Regions from separate parts of the Mus musculus genome. Here region 2 is linked to region 1. Evidence: chromatin contacts called from public promoter capture Hi-C data. All regions are on one chromosome and are shown on one strand. Each heading gives the region's core, a stretch centred on a gene start, on an enhancer-like site or on the middle of the called end of the contact. The rest is flanking DNA. Distances are from core to core; before and after follow the strand shown. Region 1 overlaps Lgr4 (leucine-rich repeat-containing G protein-coupled receptor 4). Region 2 has its middle 7.2 kb from the start of Gm22997.

The links. Capture Hi-C pulls out chosen DNA fragments and counts their contacts.
Region 2: a promoter capture Hi-C map of adipose tissue shows a contact between it and region 1. The contact joins two enhancer-like sites. A contact is called at or near these places in 2 of 39 promoter capture datasets (embryonic stem cells and liver), 2 of 15 datasets of contacts at CTCF or cohesin (both in the NIH/3T3 cell line), 11 of 484 Hi-C or Micro-C datasets (3T3-L1-derived adipocytes, brown adipocytes, cerebral cortex and 7 more), 4 of 115 datasets of contacts at active chromatin or transcription factors (extraembryonic endoderm stem cells, hepatocytes, pancreatic cancer cells and 1 more) and 3 of 9 other capture datasets (adipose tissue, embryonic stem cells and liver).

Annotation. Positions count from the first base shown.
Region 1 is chr2:109,995,190-109,997,889 of GRCm38.p6, reverse strand. Lgr4 (leucine-rich repeat-containing G protein-coupled receptor 4) reads right to left here. Exons shown (of 18, transcript NM_172671.2): 5 at 1,121-1,336; 6 at 226-297. Among named protein-coding and RNA genes, the nearest start is that of Ccdc34, 21 kb to the left of the region's middle. Within about 2 kb of position 1,254, at least 32 of the 459 cell types and tissues checked have an H3K27ac peak or open chromatin away from gene starts, as enhancers often do. A contact at or near this core is called in adipose tissue and muscle stem cells, where this site is marked.
Region 2 is chr2:110,209,490-110,212,189 of GRCm38.p6, reverse strand. It overlaps the pseudogene Gm13937. Among named protein-coding and RNA genes, the nearest start is that of Gm22997, 7.2 kb to the left of the region's middle. Within about 2 kb of position 1,294, at least 68 of the 459 cell types and tissues checked have an H3K27ac peak or open chromatin away from gene starts, as enhancers often do. A contact at or near this core is called in adipose tissue and muscle stem cells, where this site is marked.

The sequences.
Region 1 (2,700 bases), core at 5-2,504:
TATTTGTGGAAAGGGAGGGCTTGAAGTTCACACTTAAATATCAATTTGAATCATAATTGAAATTATTTTTCACAAGTGGGTTATTAGATGGTAAAAACTGATTTGTTAAAGTGAATTAATAATGAGCTATACTTAGCAATGACTTCTTCTCTGTATCTTCACTATGTTTAAGATTGCACTGTCCTAATCATAATATAATTATACAAAATATAAAAATGTACTTACAGGGTTTCCAGGTTATCTAGTCCATCAAAACAGTGTTGACTGAGGCTTTTAATTTTATTGTTATGAAGATGCCTATGGGGGGAAAAGGCACAAAAATGACATTCACACCTACCAAATACAAGTGTTATAGCTCCTTAATATATCTAAACTGATGTGGCTGAAAGCAATGATATAGCTAAGTATTTCCACACAACTACAGAAAGCTGGCTATTACACAGACTCGCTAAACACAGACTACCAACATTAGGGGAAATCTAATCAGATAATGGTGACACATTGAAGATTTCTTGATTTTGGTTCATATGAAATAAAATTTTAGAGTAGCTAGTTCCTTCCTTCATATAAAGCCTAGCATTGGTTGAGTTCTCTGAGGTGAGAAGGCAGCTTTATGGAGTTTCCATCACTTAGGATGGAAATAGATTCTAAAGGAAACGAGACTGCACCATGTCTCATGAAGTTTTGAAAGGTCAAAGGCATAGAAAATCAAAAATGTTTTGAGTAGAAGAGTTGGGAAAATAAAAAACATCCATGGAGGAATAACAAACATCTTATTTCTTTGAGCACTTCAAAACAGTTTCCTTTTTAATACTGAATAAACATACTTATTGTTGGGACAGAAACAGAAGTTATACAAAAGCAAGTTATAAAAAAAGTATTTGATAAATGACCCAATTATTTTAAAAATGTGGCTACTTGTTTTTAAAAAACTCAATAGCTACTACTAGATATTATTCAAGAAATCAGTATGTTTGATCTTATCAAAGGCACCTCCCCCAAATACTAATCGTCCAACAGCAGGATCATGGGGGACACTTTTGTAGTAACTTGTCACATGAAACCCATTTTGCCCTCAAAGTAACACAAATATGCAGGAGTAAAAAGGTTAAGCACGTACAGCACTACCAAGCTTGAAAGGTTGGTGAATGCGAAGTCGGGGATGCTTGAGATGTTGTTGAGAGCCAAGGTCAGCGCCTGCAGGGTTGGCAGGTTGCTGAGCGGACGCACAGGCACTTCCGTCAAGATGTTGTCATCCAGCCACAGATGCCGCAACTGAACGAGCCCTTCAAAACTGTCCTCCGGGACTGAGGTAATATGGTTGGCATCTAAGCGTCTGGGAAACAGAAACACCCACAGCGAGTAATGAGTTTTATTGGAAGGAGTCACACCAAAGAACACTGCTCCTGAGTTTCCAAACAGAAGGGACCCATAAAACTAGCCAGAGCCATAGAAGCCTATCTTTATTTAACTGTAACACAAGTCCTGAACAATAACAACAACTCTAAAATTCTTCCAAGGCCAGTACATTACAGCTCTTTCCTGGCTAACTTCATTGCAGAAAGGCACACTTAAAAGAAAACTCACAAAACTCAAGTTGGAAATTTATGTTTCAGAATATACACCAACCAGAGATACAGACGATGGGCTTAGCAATGATTATGTGTGCACACAAGTACTACAGTATCCAGTGTTACAGTATAGGTGTATTAGAGAACGAATTTAACTGCCACTCTGAGTTGATACCAAGAGTATGTTTACAATTTTTTAAAGAGCAACAAAGCCATTTCAGTAATTTGCTGGTGCCTTACCAGGTCGGCTAGAGCGTTTATCCAGGTCATTCCTGGGAAGATTCACTCCTCCAATAAATGCTACTGTGGCTTTAAAGGTTCACCTTTTTCAGAAAATTCTGCAGTTAGGCAGTACCTTATCAACAGGATTATTTATGTTTAAGTCTCTGTCTGGAAACCTGGATACTAAGTCCTAACTATTTCTTTCTGTTGCCACAACCAAGTATAATTGTATAATCACTTTTCAATACAAAGACAGCCTGGTGTTAGCAGGATGAGAAACTGTATAAGCCAGGAAATCCCAGTGTTGCTTATAATCTCTTGCTGATGGTTATCACATGCATTCCTGTCTCACAGTCTTGGACCTCTCTGTGAAAATGAGGGAAGAGAAAAAACTGATAAAAACCTAGAATGACTTTCTGTTTTCTTTAAGAATTGGTATCTGACAACTTTAAAGTTCAAAGACTTCTGGGTTTTAGAGAGATTTCTGTACTTTCTGTTTTTGGGGGTTTGTTTTGTTTTGTTTTGTTTTGTTTTGAAATCCTGCTCTAACTTCAGCCATTACTGTAACTTTAACTCCAGGAAACTGCTGGGCTCCCAGCCCACTGAATTTTCTTTCTTGGGGCAGATTAGCAAGGGGCTCTTTGTGGCTATCTAATGGGCATTCTGTTCTGATAGCAACAACTTAGAAGAGAGATTTTAGGAAACCAAGTAGCTGCCTTACCACTCCACTAACCATATACATTTGTTCTTTGGGCTTTCTAGAACTGACTCATGCAGAGCGACTAGTATTTTCAGCAGAGCTGTTTAGGAGATCTGCTTTAATGAATAGATAAGAAAGTGTTCAAACACAGATAGGAGTCACAACCTCCCGGAACCCATTGCTGGGAAGAGACATTAACCATAATCA
Region 2 (2,700 bases), core at 45-2,544, 210 kb before region 1:
CAGCTGCAGATACATCTCCTCCCAAACTCCCACACCGGTTACTACCAGATCTGCTGCATACAAGTGCCATTGTCTGAGATTTACCAAGGATGAGATCTCAAGAGAGCACTAAGAAAGCAGAAGGGGGAGTTGAATCCTCTGGAACTGGAGTTCCTTCTCCCATCTTTCCTGATCTTTATTTCCCACTAACTTTTTGGCCCTGTTACCAGTTACCATTTTCTGCCTCATATACCCTGCTAACCTTATTAGCTACAGACTTTGTTATAAGCTGTGTCTCTTGGATCTGCTTCTGGATTCCTGTGCGCTGTTGTCTATAGAGGCAGGAAGCTTCCAACCCCTCTTGATGCTATGAAAACCTCTACCATCCCTTCCACAACACCCTTTGTGATTACTCAAATTTCTGGACCACTGTTCATGTCACATTTTCTTTGGTATCAGATCACTTCGTTAAAGGTACCTGTGTTTCTGTACCTTTAACGTCTCCACACAGCTAGGAATGTAATCCAGGAGGAATATCCATATCATATTTCCATATGCATGCCTGAGCAAGCTATTCTTTGCCTATGTACAGAACTGAGCTTGTCAGAGAGATTAAGAGTCGAGCACTGTTGTATAATTTTAAAATCAAGTTAGTCTTTGATCTTGTCAGCATTCATCCTAGACCTCTGCTGAGGTTTACTAGGTACTCAGAGATCTAATTAATTTCCCAATTTGCTTCTATTCAATTCTATTCCCATTAAGGATTCAGTAAGGAGAATTGAGTAGTAGAATAGAGCCAACTCCTCCCTAGTTCCTGAACATAAGCCCATGAAAGCCACCTCTCCATTGTTCTTCTTTGTGCCTGGCCCTCTCTTGGCTCCAGCTGATCACAGCTTGCTCACCCTACCATGGTCCCCTAATAAACTAGAACATATGAAATAAGCCTGTGATCTCTAGGCCTTGAGCCCAGAATTTTCCCCCTGTTCTCTTCCAGATAAATTCCACTGTCCTTCGAGGCCTGCAATAAATCTCTTCCCCACCTGAAGCTTCCATTATCCCTGTTGGAAAGCATTCTCTGGCCGCTGGCTCTCGGGGATCTTACTTTTTCCCTCAGTTATGGCGCTTACTTCATTCTGCCTCATGTTCCAAGAAGTTGTTTACCAGAACAGTCTTTCCCATGAGGCCAGAAGCAAATCAAAAGCAGGGAGCCTACTACATTCATTTCTGCTTCTGCTCCTCCTAGCCCCCCTCTATCCAGTGCTTTGCGTACTACAGTCCACAGACTGTTGAACTGTTCAATGAACCCACTGTTAGAGCCTCCAGGAGCGCTGGACATCTTGAGCGCCTTCTGAGGCATGAATGGTAACTACTTTGCCAAGAGCAGGAAGGAACTCATCCAAGCAACACCATATTTGGCCTGCCTGTGAGACCATTTGTTTTCCTGTTTTCCACTCATTCTTAATTACAATCGAGCTGCCTCATGCATTTCCTCTTTCTGCTACTGGAACACACTATCAGTTAGCTCTCTGTGTCAATTCAGTATTGATGTAGGAAGCTCCAGTCAGTAAGTTTCCTCCTTGTTTCCAGACATACTGAAGGAGTCCAACACCCAAGGCCAGCAGTCAGATTTCATTAGAGTTCCTGCCTCTCCCAGATGGCCTGGGCTGGGTTGAGAGGAAAAAGCTGGATAGAGACTGAAGACTGCACTCAAGCTTTGACCCTGCCACCTGCTTTTTATAACTCAGTTTCTTTATCTGTGAAATACGACAAGTAAGCCCTTGGTTAAAGGATAGACGGGAGTGGTTTTTGTAGACTCTGGATATAAAGCAAGCAATGTGCTGGGTCATGTACTGAAGTAGTTTTTCTACTGACTCTGTACCAGGAATAAGAGTGGCACGGCCCAGTTTGGATGATAAATCCTATCAAATAATAACTGGGGAAAGGTGCTGGAGCCACTGTCGCTGAGCCACGCTGCTTCTGCTCGCCCGTCACCCCCCCCCCCCCCCATCGTGCACTAGCGGTCTCAAAAGATTCAAAGTCCAAGATGGTGGCAACCCTCAAGGACCAGCTGATTGTGAATCTTCTTAAGGAAGAACAGGTCCTCCAGAACAAGATTACAGTTGTTGAGGGTTGGTACTGTTGGCATGGCTTGTGCCATCAGTATCTTAACGAAGGACTTGGCAGATGAGCTTGCCCTTGTTGACGTCATGGAAACCAAAGGGAGAGATGATGGATCTCCAGCATGGCAGCCTCTTCCTTAAAATACCAAAAATTATCTCCAGCAAAGACTATTGTGTAGTTGAAAACTCCAAGCTGGTCATCACAGCGGGGGCCATCAGCAAGAGGGAGAGAGCTGACTTAATCTGGTACAGAGAAACGTGAACATCTTCAAGTTCATCATTCCGAACAATGTGAAGTACAGTCCACACTGCAAGCTACTGGTTGTCTCAAATCCAGTGGATATCTTGACCTTTGTGGCTCGGAAAATCGGTGGCTTTCCCAAAAGCTGACTTATTGGAAGTGGTTGCAGTCTGGATTCAGCTCGGTTCTGTTACTTGATGGGAGAAAGGCTGAGGGTTCACCTGCTGAGCTGTCACGGCTGGGTCCTGGGAGAACATGGCGACTCTAGTGTGCCTGTGTGGAGTGGTGTGAACATTGCCGGCATCTCTCTAAAGTCTCTGAACCCAGAATTGGGCATTGATGCAGATAAGGAACAGTGGA